Regions from separate parts of the Pan troglodytes genome. Here all the other regions are linked to region 2. The links are chromatin contacts, called in public Hi-C maps. All regions are on one chromosome and are shown on one strand. The core of a region is the stretch at or near the end of the contact, and the rest is flanking DNA. Distances in the headings are between cores, read along the strand shown. Region 1 overlaps LPP (LIM domain containing preferred translocation partner in lipoma). Region 2 holds the start of BCL6 (BCL6 transcription repressor). Region 3 has its middle 100 kb from the start of LPP. Region 4 holds the start of LPP (LIM domain containing preferred translocation partner in lipoma).

Region 1 (3,071 bases), core at 433-2,932, 450 kb after region 2:
GAGCGTGCCATCTCGCTTCTTTACTCCTCTGCCTTTATATTTGTCTCTACTGCCTCACCTTCTTTTGGCTTCTTAACCCATTCTGGTCTGATGGAAGTTGTTCTTGTCCGGGTCTAGGGGGCTCAGATGCATTCCTTTTTAGCAGTGCTCTTATTTGGCATTGGTGGTGCTGTTTCTGTTGACCACTCCCAGTGTCTCTGGATGTTTTGTTATTCCTTTACCTCCCTAGCCTCTCCTTGGGGTTTCTTTGCAGGCTCTTGCTCTCTCTTGTATCCCATAAATACAAGCATTGCAGAGCTTTGTCTCATGACTGCTAGGTGTTTATCTCCAGTTTGGAACTCCCGAACTTCAGGCCCACACTCCTACATGCCTTTTGGACACTCCAGTTGGAAATCCCAAAGTTGCATGGGGCTCACCGTGTCTTTTGGCATTGTTAGCTTGGTGAGTGACATCGCCCAATCCTGGAAACTGGGACTCATTCCGGATGGCTCCTCTCTGTCCCTCACTCTTGCCTCTGACTGTCTTCAGTCTTACAGAGTCAACCACGGTAACACGTCCTGCCCACTTCCCTCCTCCCTCTACCTTTGGAGCCTGTCCTCCATTCAGGCCCTCAGCATCTCTCTCCTGGAGTGCTTCAGCAGTCTCAGCTGGCCTTCTTTTTCTATTCTTACCCTCATCCATCCTATTCTCTCTTTTCTTCCTGAGTGATATTCCAAAAATGCAAATCTGTTCATGCTATGTCCCTGTTTTTAAAATCCTTCAATGCTTTCCTCATTCAGGGCAAATTAAGAATCCTTTGCATGAATTAAGGGACAGGAATGGAAAGAGGCAGGAAGTGATTTGACCCCTGCCTCTTTCTGTCCTCATCTCACTAATCTCCAAGATGATCTTGTGCTCTAGGAATATACCTGGGATTCTCTGTAGCTCCCGTGACCTCACACATAGTGTTCCCTTGTCTGAAACACCATTGCCCACTCTATCAGTCCTTTCAAGATTTTGCTCTGATACCACCTCTGCCTGGAATACTCCTCTGACTGTTGTTGTCTCTGCTTCCTCCATTTTAGGCCATTTGTTGAACTGGGCTGCATTTCCTTGAGAGCAATGGTAATTCTTTATATTTCTGTATCTTCAAATCAAAAATAGGTGTGCAAGTGATATTTGTTGAGCAAATAAATGCCAAATAATAAATTGTATAGATAAGACATTGTGGGAGTTGAGATAAAAATTCTAGCCAGGTAGGGATGGGAGCATGGAGGGTTCAAGGAATGGTGACATTTAAGATTGGCCTTCAATTTGGGTAGTATTGGGTGAGACAGTGCAGAGGAGACCCCTATAGTCATGGTTATTGTGCCATGTTCTGCAGGACTGAAGGATATTGAATAGGCCCATTCCCTGCTCAATACCATCACCACCAGAGTAGAATAAGGACGGTAATCTCAGGAGTCCCTTTGGGCTAGTGTCTATCATTTTCTCCTGAGCTGGGTTATATAACTCGGCAGAGCTTTATTTCCCCAGTACACAGCTGGCATGGCAGGCAGGCACTCCGATCCTTGCTTGTGAGCTGCCTTGGAGGAAGCGAGTGCAGAATGGTTGCCTGCGTTTTCATCTTCACTTCTCCTTCACAGCCGCCTTTCTGTATAGCATAGAGGTGACCTCAGCACCAGAGACAGGAAAGAACACAATGAGTCATCTCAGGCCCTAATGAGGTGCATGAGGGACCCTACTTAAGAGTGAGGGTCAGGTGAGGTCGTGCTATGCCTGGGGTGAGTTTTGCCTCGGGGCTCCAGGCGGCACTGGAGCAGAGCTGAGCTAATTTTACCCACAGGAGCTGACTGTGCTGAAGGGCAGGGCTTATGACATTGGCCTTATCATCCTGTGGTACCCAGAAAGCTCCCAAGGTGCAACCCCGTTATGTCTGGGCTGTTTTCCCCTCTTCTAGTTAAATACATTTTTCCATTAGGCGTGCATATCGAAAAGCAGGATGCTGAGGTGCAAAGAGCTTTGGATTTGGGTGGAAGGCCACGGAGTTGGATTTGGATCTCGCCCCTACCTTTGACCTTGCACAAGTTACATAATTCAAGTCTCAGTTTCCTCATTTGTAAAACCTCATTCGTATACCTGTGTCCTAAGATTGCTTCTAGGTTTACACACTTGGTGAAACGTAGCAAGCGATTGCTATGTGCCAGTCACTGTTCTAGCTGCTTTATTCATATTGTTTCACTTAATCCTCTAAAGAAACCTATGAGGATGGTGTTATTGTTATCCCTGTTTATAAATAGGGAAACAAATGCACAAGGAGCTTAGATAAGTTGCCCCAGGCCACCAGCCAGTGACAGAGCTGAATTCAGGCCAGTGGCTCCAGGCACCACACTCCTAAACAATATACCTTATTGTTTTGAAATGATAGAAACTTTCCTTGCTATATAGCACAGGCTTAATGTTTTCTAACTACCTGCTGTGTATAAGGGCCTGGGCTTGATGCTGGGTAAGAGAGCAGCATAGCTGTTGTGCTGTTCTGTAGACTTGAATCACATTTGTAGATGGAAGCCCTTGGTCAGCTGAAGGGTATGGTGGATAGACTTTGGTATCTGACATTGTAGGCACTGGGTGGAGTGCTCCTCACACGACCTCTCATCTCATCCTCATAACTTCTTCAATAGTCAGGCATTGGCATGCCCATTTTACAGATGAGGTAATAGAGAGGTAGCATCACCTCCTCACATTTACTTGGTAGACAGAGCGACTGGGGCTGTTGGGTCCCATGTTTATGTTGATTCATTTGCATTCCCCATGAACTGTGCAGTGTCTCAGAGCTATTATTGTTGCAGAACTCACCCCTGCCCTTCTGCCCACCACTGACAACCCTAGAGAAACTGGTGTCCATGAAAAACGTGGGTCACCAGATGAGAAAGTCACATCTGCATGGTCAGAGCAGGCACCAGGTGAAGGTAAAAGAAAGGGCTGGGCTTTGTTCCAATTGTTTATTACTGTGTAGCAAATTACCCCCAAACTCAGTGGTATACAACAATCGTTTAGTATGCTCATGGATTATGTGGATCAGGAACTTGGAC
Region 2 (3,399 bases), core at 460-2,959:
GGGAATCTGAAGCCCGGCGTCCACTACGCTCAGGCCCGCAGTTCCCTTTTTACAGAGCTTGCACCATGGGAAAAAATAAAATAAAATTTAGGAAAGGGAGGCAACAGCCATTGGGAGCCAACACAGAGTCACGCAGCGCCCAAAATACAAACACCGCAGCGGCCAGAAATCCCGCCACCTTTCTCGTTCTCCCAGGCTGTCCTGTCGAGGTTCCCTGAGTCCCCCCGCACACTGAAAGGCATCGCAGGTGCAGTGCGCACCCCTTTCCCACCCACCCCAAGAAGCCCTGTCCCGCCATCAGTCTCTCTCCTCGGGATGAGCAGGGAGAGCGCGCGGAGGTTCCCGACTCCCTCGACTACAACCAAGAAAGAATAATTTTCAAAGTGTTCAACATCCCCGCCCCCAAGCTCCCCAAAACACAGGGGCAGGGAACACCAAAACACTCGGCTCTCGTTAGGAAGATCACGGCTCTGAAAGGAAATAGTAGACACGATACTTCATCTCATCTGGATTTATGACCAAAAAAACAAAAACAAAAACCCAAAGAGTTCGCTTGCATTTTTTCCTTCCAAATCTCGGTTCGGCTCGAAGGCAGGGAATCTAAAAGACCGAGGCCGATGGAAGAGAGCCAGCGGGGCGAGCGAGCGGGCAGCCTCCCTTTTTGCCTCCCGGAGTTACCCAGAAGGACAGGGGAAGGGAAGGAAGAAGAGGCGAGGAAAAAGAGGAGGGAGGGAAGGGGAGGCCAGGAGCGACGGAGCAAGGAAAGCAGTTTGCAAGCGAGAAAAGAGGGAAAAAACACAGCCGCACGAATCCAGAGAGATCACAAGCCGTACGCAAGCAGCAGCAGAAAGAGCGAGAGCGCGAGCGCGCGTCCTCTCCGCGGTCTGGGGCCAGACAGCCCCCAGACTAGCCCGAATCACCCCCCAAGCACTGTCTCGTCCTCTCTGCTCCGGCCGCCCCCTAATTCCCCTCCTTCCTCTCCTCCACCTCCTTTCCAAAAACCAAAACAACACAAGGGAGGGTGGCAAAAGCCTCCCCAAACCGGCCGATTCACTCAAAGACAACAATAATAATAATAAATACATAACAATCTATATCCTAGAGTGGGAGAGACGTGGGACTAATCTTCGGCATTTATTTTAACACCTGACAGCTAGAATAAATAAATATATACATTTATATCAATAGATACACATAGAAAACTTGGAGCCAAAGCATTTGGCAAGAGCGGAAAAAAAAAGAATTAAAAGGTAAAATAATGATCATGAGCAGCGGCGGCGGCAGCGGCACCAGCGGCAACAGCGGCGGCGGCGGCAGTAGCAGCAGCAGCGGCGGCAGCAACAGCAATAATCACCTGGTGTCCGGCCTTTCCTAGAAACTTCTTGCATCACCACTTCTAAGAACCCCAGTTCTAAGAATCAACAGAGCTCAATTCTCGGAATTTGAGCTTCGGACTTTACCACTGCTACGTGGCAGGGGAGGACTTGGTGTCAGCTCTCCGAGATTTTTACTGCCCCTGGCCAACCAAAAGCCCTCAAAGCCACAAGATTTTTTCACTGGCCGGCATATTTCGAGGTCCTCATAAGCAGAGCGTCTCGGATTTGGAGGTTCCGGTTCGAGGCTCGAGGGGCCTGAAGGTGGCTCTCCCTCCCCGGGCCCAAGACGATGGTATGGCCTGCTCCGCCACCGTCACGTGGGCTCCTCCTCTGTGACGTCGGCGCCTTCGCTGTAGCAAAGCTCGGCCTCTGGAATTCTGAGAACTAATTTGCTATTCGGTGACATAAGAGGGGGAGTGCGCTTTGCTTTCCCGGGGTCTGGGGCTAATTCCTTCTTTCTTACCCATAAACTCAGCAGATCGAGCTAAATGCACAAAAGGGAGCGAGAGGTTTGAACCACTGGGGAAAGTATGTTATATATATAGTAGGGTTAGAGAGGCGAGTAAGAGAAAAAAAAAATAAAATAAACATCACAGCTCTTTCCAACTAGAATATTAGGCACCACGAGAAAAATATTTGCCAAGCAGTTTTCGGTGGGTTCATTTGCTTTATTTTTATTTAAGACAGGGGTTTTTGCTGTTGTTCTGGGTTTTTTTCTTTCTGGTGTGGTGGCTTGGGATTTTTGGTTTCTGTATTTTGATGGTTTATGGATTTTTGCTTCTGATTTTTTGCCTTTTGCAAGTTTGTGGTGTTACGTAAATCACAGGATCGGCATCGGTTGGATTTTTTTGTACGTGCCTTTTCTTTCCCTATCTAATCCCTCAAGCGTTTTAAAGATGTATTATTTCAATACTAATACTATTGAAAGAAGCTTAAATTTTTGGCCATATGTAACAATCCCAGCCCCCACTTTTTTTTTTTTTTCCTTTGGTGCAATTTCCTTTTTCCCCTTGGACTTTTGCTGAAGTGTGTCTCTCCTGCACTTGAGAGAAATGTTCAAAGCATTTGTTTTGGTTTGGTTTGTTTCTTTCCAGGACAGCAAGTGGTGGGTTTAATCTGTTATTGTTGACTCTTGGGAAATTTCTTGTTGCAAGAAACGTGTATGTGGGGGGGAGAGTGGGGGTGGCGGGGTGGTATGTGTGTGTTTTCTACAAAATTCTGTGAGCCAAATACCTGTTTGTGTTTTGTTTTCTCTTAAGGTCTTGAGATTTTTGTTTTCGAGGCTCGTTTCAAGGTCGTTGTAAAAAAATCTCTTCAGTCTGTGTTTAAGAGATCAGCCGGAGGGAATTCTAAAGGCCTGCCGTGCCAGTATCACAGATACTGCCTGTATTTAGAACAGACTGCCACAACTACAATGCACTACACGCAGCACAGTCTTCTTAGCTTTGAAGCTGAGTTGGGGGGTGGGGTGGGGTGGGGGGGGGGTGGTAGAGAAGAAGGAGAAATTCTTTCCTTCTCTTTTTCTCTATTACTTTCTTTTTAAAGGCAATTGCAGTGCAGAATCATTTCATTGTGGGTCCTAGTTTGTTTGTTCAGAGCTGCTAGTTTCCTTATTTAAATGTTGGTTCGGGTTTTTTCCCCTCCTACTCATCCCTGAATAAGGGAGACTCTTGTTTCTTTTATGTCTCTCTCTTAAAAGAAGGGTGTGAGGGGAAAATAATATTTCAGATTCCTCAAGAATTAGCCCAAAATGTTTGGACCAGAAGCAGCTTTCAAAGGTCAGGCTGTTCTGAGCCTTGGCTATGAGAGTCCTTCAAGCGACTTATTAAATTACAGATGAATTCTTAAAGGTTCCACAAAATCTCGTCACTTGTTAATTTCTAATAAAGATATGTCTAAAATAATCTACCTATCTCAACCCAAAATTTGGGTTTATAATGGAGGAGTGATCAGAGCTGTGAAAGATTGCTGTTTGCTGGGATATTTGGAAAATCTCTTTCATTGACAGTCCCGTTAGAAGTTC
Region 3 (3,226 bases), core at 47-2,546, 310 kb after region 2:
TGAATAACCAAAGCAAAAGGCCACACTAAGCATCTTTTCTGCTCCTACCCCCAATCTTGAGTTCAGAAAGATCTGCTAGGGATCAGTGCTTTAAATCATCTCTCCTCACTCCCTGTAGAAAAGCCCTCCTTCCAGGAGCTGACTAATGCTTACTGTCCTTTCCCAAGGAGCACTTTTTTTTTTTTTTTTTTTTTTTGACAGATTGTTGCTCTTGTTGCTCTGTCACCCAGGCTGGAGTGCAGTGGCGCGATCTGGGCTCACTGCAACCTCTGCCTCCCGAGTTCAAGCAATTCTCCTGCCTCAGCCTCCTGAGTCGCTGGGATTACAGGCACACACTACTACGCCCAACTAATTTTTGTATTTTTAGTAGAGACGGGGTTTCACCATGTTGGTCAGACTGGTCTCCAACTCCTGACCTCGTGATCCACCCTCCTTGGACTCCCAAAGTGCTGGGATTACAGGCGTGAGCCACCGCGCCCACCCCAAGGAGCACTTTCTGTTGCTTTCTGGGCAGGCTGTGTTTTTACCCTGTGCCCATCTCTCTCTCCCTGGCCCTCTGGTCTGCCCGGCACAGATAAGGAGTCCAAGGAGAGTCACCCTTCTCCTATGAGTATTCCGGTGGCTGCTGCTCTACCCTTGGGAGGTGGAAAAGGCACCAGCACAAGGCTTCCCCCGCCCACTCATCTCAGCTTCTTGCTTTCTGCACTGGGCCGTGTCGGGTGCTGGGAGTTTCGTGATCACAAGGAAAAGAGATGAGGGCGCCAGGCAGGGAAGGAGGACAAAGAGCAATCCCCTTATTCATGCATTCTTCAGGAAAAAGAGAGAATTTGACCTGAGCCTATTTTCTGAATAATTCGGCATCAAACAGCAATGAGACCTGGGACTTTGCCAAGTCTTTGTTTTGTTTTGTTTTTTTCCTTTCCTCCAATCAGCCCAAGGCAATGGGGAGTGGGAGGGGGTGGAGGGGTGGGGGCTGCACGCACACTGGGGCTGAGAGGGAATGCTGAGCCTGCAGAAGTGGCCCATTGACAGCTCCTGCTCACAGCAGAGGGGCGGGTGGCACCCCCAGCCTACCACCACAAGGGCAGCTCTGTCCTGTGGGCACAGGGCTCCATCCCAGCCCCACCGGCTGGGAGAGAACAACATTTCCTTATAAGGCCCCGACCGCTTTGCCAAGGCTGGATGGCTCCAACAGACTGTAGCTTTCCATTCTCCTCGTCAGCTCCAGTGCAGGCCTTGAATGTAGCCCTTGTTGTCAGGCTCCTCCTCTCCTCCACAGCCCCCACCTCACCTACTTCCACTCCCTGCCAGAGCCAGCCCCACTGGCGCAGGATAAACAGCCCAGAGGCCTCTCCCACGCAGGGCCTGCCTCGGTTCAGGCCTGCTGGAGGCAGCACAGGGTAGCAAAAGGAACGTGGGAGTCACAGTTTCGGCTGTCCCTGTGCGAAGGGAAGGCCCTTTTCCTCATCTGGAAGATGGGGCTCTAATGGCCATGGGGGCCAAATTCTTTGCATTGTATTCAAAGTCCTTCCCAGTTAAGCTGCAGGTTAACTTCACTGTTTAACTGCCTTTCCATACCTTGAAGGCCAGATTTCCCCTAGCTCTTCCGTTTCCTCCAAACGCACCTTGCTCACACGGGCCTCCACTGCTTCGTGCACGTGTTTTTTTCTACCTAGGTATTTATCTGCCTAGGTCACTCATCCTGCAGGCCCCATGGTAGGTATGCCTTCCTCCCCTCCCCAGGAAAAAGGAATCATTGCTTTCACTTCGCTGCTCAACGTTTGTTTGCACCTCTCTTACAGCTTTTCTGTTTTGCAATTGCAATGATTTCTTTACCTGCCTGTTTCCTCTATAAGATGATGAGCTCCTCCAGGCTCACATGCTCTCCTCTTTCTTTATGTCCATGAGCTCAACCCACAGTACCAGGCACATAATCCAGCTTCACAAAAGATTGCTGCACAAATGCCTGAGCACACAGTGTTGCGTAAGTTCAAAAGAGACAACTATAGTGCAAATACTTGTAAACTATAAAGTGCTGTTAACCCGTGAAATGTAAAACTTTATCTTGCTACCCTCCACTCTAATTCTACTGTTTGTTACACTGTTACAGCCCTTTTCCCTGTCTGACCAGTTCTGTATTCAGAATTCCAGGCTCACTGCAACCCCTCAGGAGGTTAACATCTATCACTAAGCCATTACTCATCTTTAGAATCCCAATGTTGGGGGCTAAAAGGTATGTATCCGAATGTTGCCATACTAGAGTCCACAGAGGCCCTACAGACATACAGTGGCTAAATGGAGAAGCTGTGAGTCCCACTTTTACTATTTATTCATGCTAGGTTCCCACAGCATTCTGGGAGGAAAAATCTGGTGGCTTTAAAAGTTTGAAGCCCACTGATTAATGCTGTCTCAACATATGACAGTTGAAACAACTGAGCCCCCTAAAAGAAAAGCAGCTTTCCCCACATCTCATGTGTTAGCCACAAACTCAAGACCATACCCAGGATCCCCTACTCTTGCTCACCACAGCCATTGCCCTGCTTAGGGCAGAGTGATGACGGATGCAACTGCATATCTGTCAAGCCGAATGCTTATGGGTCAGGGATACCTCAAGTTCCAAATAAAGAATTTCAGTCTCTGCCAAAACAAATCTTTCTGAATTGGAGATTCTGCAAAAATATCAGGTTAGGGATTTGCAAGCACAGCACGGTTAAGTACTAGAGTAAGACTGTCCCTCTATTCTCCAGGATCCCAGCAACTGTTTCAAAGAGAAATCTCCTATCCCAAGATAAATTAGCCTGTTCTCCATCCACATAGGGAAGTTTTTCAGAGATATGTTTGTCAAGCGAAACCCATAGTTGATCATGAACCATGTTCTAACACTATTTGCCACAGAGCCAAATTCAGGATATAAGATGGTTCTGCCTTGGGCTCCATCCAAAAGGCTTAAGTTACATGAATACTAAAATTACTTTATTATAATGAGATTTCTGTCTTAGATGCCTAAGGGCAGACTGTTCAGGAAGCAAAATGAAGCCTAAGTAATACTGGGCAAGGACATAGGAGATGAAGCTCTAGTACCAACTCTGATACTTACTGTGAAACTTAAAGCAAGTCTTTATCGGCCTCGATTTTCTCCACTACAAAATGGGAACGATGATACCTTCACATTCTTTTCCAAAGACAGTAAGAATTAGATCAACTGAGACCATGAAAGTGAAGGTAC
Region 4 (3,606 bases), core at 512-3,011, 410 kb after region 2:
CATGCAAGCGCCTGCACATAGAAAGTTGTAACAGGAGGTTGAGAAAAGTAAGAGTACGAAAGAAACCAGAACAGTCAATGGGAATGAGGCTTTTGGTAGGGTTAGCACTGACGACAGCACTGTATGCAGTTCACTAAGCATCCAGATTATGACTTGGGTGGTTGTACTCCTGGGAAGTTCCTCATGAGTCAGAATTATCTTTTGTAGTTAACTTTATATGATGTTCATGCTAACACCATGCTCACCATGCTCACCTGAGCAATTCATAAACATTTCAGGAGGAGAAACACAGTGACTTCCCCAACACACCCATACAACAGTTTCGACACAATTAGTAGCATTTCTGGATCCAGCACAGTACTCTTATAATGTATATGATGGAAGAAATGAACAACTCTAATTACACCTTATTAAATCTTAATCCTCATTAGGACCCTATTATTCCTTATAAGTGAGTTACTGAAGGAAAAAAAAAAAAGGAAATGCTGGTCAAGTCCCGTTATATTCCATGAGGATTGAGATAATCCATTTTTACTTCATGTAACATTGGAATTCTTTTCATACTAAACAGTAGTACTCAGAATGTGAGTATGCTGAAATGTTTGAGTGAGTGGATTGTGTTTTGATAGGATCTGAGCTTTTCAGAACCCCAGAAAAAAATCTCTCCAAGAGCCCGTATCTCCCATTTCAAACTATGTTAGTTGCAAAGAGATAAATTCTTTATTAGTCTGTGGAATGGGTGGTTATTCTCAACCTTATCTCTCTGTTACTGCCTTCATATATATATATGTGTATATATATGTGTATATATATGTGTGTGTGTATATATTTATATATATATAATATATATATATATATATTTTTTTTTTTGACAACAGTCTTGCTCTGTCCCCCAGGCTGGAGTGCAGTGGCGCAATCTCGGCTCACTAAAACCTTTGCCTCCCGGGTTCAAGCAATTCTCCTGCCTCAGCTTCCGGAATACCTGGGATTACAGGCGCTCGCCACCACGCCCAGCTAGTTTTTTGTATTTTTGGTAGAGACGGGGTTTTGCCATGTTGGCCAGGCTGGCTCGAGCTCCTGACCTCAGGTGATTTGCCCGCCTCGGCGTCCCAAAGTGCTGGAATTACAGGTGTAAGCCACCGCGCCCAGCCATGTTCATATTTTTGTATGTGTACATTAGATAGTTGAGAGGAACACAGAGGTTAAGTAGTCTTACCCCTGAAATGTCTGAATTCAAACACTTATTAAGCACAAGGAAGGTGCTTAATAAATCCAATAACATGTGTTTTTACATTATTTCCTTAATTCCTGGTCAAAAGAATCCCACTAAAGTCCATCCTCAGAAGAACCACTTTTTGGAGTTTTTATGAATCAGTAGCTCATGGTGTACTCTCAACAGTTATGAATGGAATTAGGTCCTGCTAGAGGTCAGGGCCAGGTATGGAAAGATGAAGGGATTAGTCAGGAGACCTGGATGGGAGGAGGGGAAGACAGGTGCTTGGTCAGTCAGTTGTTTTGTGTTGGGCGAGTAACGTTTCTTAAGTTTTTGTCTGAAGTGTAAAGGGGGGACTACGCTCTGTCCTATCTAACTCACCTGAAGATGCAATAGCCGGGTGAGAGACTGCTTTCATTATGTGCTAACGTGAGGGATTACTTTAGATATTAATAGGAGAGAAGTGCAAGGAAAGGAAGTCTCAGGGTATGGAGTGCTTTCCTGGCCATGGCTGCTGCACGTCATAATCCCCTAACACAGTAAGTGGTGGTTCTCATCGTCGTTCACCCTTACAGATGTCAGAGGGGAAAGAAAAATCCAACTCAAAACTTCCAATGACAGGCTTGTCTGTATTCAAACCAGTTCATCTCGTTCGCAGACTTTTTTGAAGCTATAAGCACAGAGCAAGCTTTCTGGGCGGGGCTCAGAAGTAAACGTTAAACTCCAGGGATTCATTTATTTGAGCACAGGACAGAGGAAGTTGCCCTGAAGCAACTGATTGTCATTGATATTCAGGGCTCGCTGTCAACCAGGACCTTCCAGGAACTGGCTCTGGGCCAAGAGCAGTAGAAATCACTGGGTGGTCCGCACAGCTCGCGGGCATCTAACCTGCTTCAAGGCTCAGGGCTAAAAGGGAGCCAGGGCCCTTCCTGGAGGCGGGAACCCAAGTGGGAGGCAGAGCGCCTGGGCCCGCTCCTCGATCTGCTGAGTGACGACCCTGTACAAGTCATTTCTCTTCCGAGAGCTTCAGTTTCCTCACGTGCCAAGCGGACGGGTTGGAAGTTGGTCTTTGCCAGCTCTGACACCTTGTAAGTTTTGAGTCTTGCTGGGAATCCAGGGCGGGGCTCACGAGGAAAATCTTGGAAGGGGATTTCATGGCTGGATCTCTTCCACTCAAGCTCAGTGCCCTAATTTGACGCCTTAATAGTAGACGCAGGCTTTTCCATTTTCCAGGAGCCCCCTGACGCGGCCGCTTCCTCCTACGTCTCCTTCCTCTTCCTCTAGCTGGGGCAAAGTCTCCACATCTCCCTCTTTCCCTTCCTCCTTTGCAAGCTCCCTGCATTCCCGCGTCTCCTCCTCTTCCTCCCAGGAAATGCAATGCCCTCAGTGCGCCCACCTTTTGGCAAAGCCACTGCCGGCTGCGGGTTTCCCCTCCCCCGCCAGGCGAGCTCTGCGCGGCGGCTTCGCGGGCACACGCCTTCCCATACCTTACATGGACAAATGCGTGCAGGCAAAGTCAGGAATTCAGGCCCCTGACGTCAGCCTCCAGCGCTCAGGGCACCGCACGGGAGACCAAGGGGAGGGGGTGGGGACGGTGGGGAGGAAGGAGGGGGAAAGGCACCAACCAGCAGCCGCTCCAGCCCTGCCGAAGTTTCACTTTTTGTCTGTGGGTTCGTTCCCGGGTCCCGCGCGAGCTTTCCCGGGATAAGTAGCTTTAGCGATCGGGAGACAGCCGGGCGCTGCAAGGTAAGGGCTGGCTGCACGGCCCGGGGCGCGGGGCGCGGGGCGTGGGGCGCTGGGCGCGGGCGGCGCGCTGGAGGAGGCCAGTGTGGGGCGCGGGGCCGGGCCTGTCCGGGGCTGGGGACAATGGGAGGGGGAGTGCCCGGGCACCTCCTCCTCTGCCTCTGCCTCCGCCTCCAGCCGCCGCCGCCGCCGCCACCACCACCGCCGCTGCCCCGGCTGCCTCCTCCCTGAGGTATTGTTGCAAATCCTTCCTTCCCCTCACCCTCCGCCCGCGGGCGCCTCGGGAACCCCCAGCCCTCCCCCGGCGCGAGCGCCTCCGGGGTGGCAAGAGCGCGGGGCGCGAGCCCTGCTCTGGCCTGGCCCGCTGTGCGGAAGTGCCGGCCGCGGCCCAATCACGGGGTGCACGCCATGGGGGAGGGGGACCCAGAGTTTTTCCGAAAGCGTCGACCCCAGGCTAGGCGGGGTTGGAGCCTTGCGCGCCCCCTGCCCGGACTTTTCTGGGCGCCCAGGGGGCGGGGCCACGCCCATCCGCTTAGAGCTTTCGCGGAATCACAGTTGTCACAGCGGAAAGGGCCTAGACCCAGTCCTCCAAGTCCTCCCATTTTACAGTTGGGGCAGCTGAGGCCCAGAGAGAAGGAGGGTCGCCCGGA

What was found. A called contact is a pair of places that touch in the nucleus more often than the background predicts.
Region 1: a contact with region 2 is called in a Hi-C map of induced pluripotent stem cells, with 2.5 times the contacts expected there. The contact joins the enhancer-like site here to the promoter of BCL6 in region 2. A contact is called at or near these places in 2 of 7 Hi-C or Micro-C datasets (induced pluripotent stem cells and stem cell-derived neural progenitor cells) and 1 of 1 datasets of contacts at active chromatin or transcription factors (stem cell-derived excitatory neurons).
Region 3: a Hi-C map of stem cell-derived neural progenitor cells shows a contact between it and region 2, with 7 times the contacts expected there. The contact joins the enhancer-like site here to the promoter of BCL6 in region 2. A contact is called at or near these places in 2 of 7 Hi-C or Micro-C datasets (blood and stem cell-derived neural progenitor cells) and 1 of 1 datasets of contacts at active chromatin or transcription factors (stem cell-derived excitatory neurons).
Region 4: a Hi-C map of stem cell-derived neural progenitor cells shows a contact between it and region 2, with 11 times the contacts expected there. The contact joins the promoter of LPP here to the promoter of BCL6 in region 2. A contact is called at or near these places in 3 of 7 Hi-C or Micro-C datasets (blood, induced pluripotent stem cells and stem cell-derived neural progenitor cells) and 1 of 1 datasets of contacts at active chromatin or transcription factors (stem cell-derived excitatory neurons).

Annotation. Positions count from the first base shown.
Region 1 is chr2:191,370,804-191,373,874 of NHGRI_mPanTro3-v2.0_pri, forward strand. The region is part of intron 1 of LPP (LIM domain containing preferred translocation partner in lipoma); the gene reads left to right. Among named protein-coding and RNA genes, the nearest start is that of LPP, 45 kb to the left of the region's middle. Within about 2 kb of position 1,683, at least 4 of the 24 cell types and tissues checked have an H3K27ac peak or open chromatin away from gene starts, as enhancers often do. A contact at or near this core is called in induced pluripotent stem cells and stem cell-derived excitatory neurons, where this site is marked.
Region 2 is chr2:190,918,785-190,922,183 of NHGRI_mPanTro3-v2.0_pri, forward strand. It overlaps BCL6 (BCL6 transcription repressor), which reads right to left and starts at 1,710. Exons shown (of 10, transcript XM_001158812.7): 1 at 1,355-1,710.
Region 3 is chr2:191,225,930-191,229,155 of NHGRI_mPanTro3-v2.0_pri, forward strand. No RefSeq gene overlaps it. Among named protein-coding and RNA genes, the nearest start is that of LPP, 100 kb to the right of the region's middle. Within about 2 kb of position 1,297, at least 19 of the 24 cell types and tissues checked have an H3K27ac peak or open chromatin away from gene starts, as enhancers often do. A contact at or near this core is called in stem cell-derived excitatory neurons and stem cell-derived neural progenitor cells, where this site is marked.
Region 4 is chr2:191,325,536-191,329,141 of NHGRI_mPanTro3-v2.0_pri, forward strand. LPP (LIM domain containing preferred translocation partner in lipoma) reads left to right here and starts at 1,762. Exons shown (of 12, transcript XM_016942488.3): 1 at 1,762-2,301.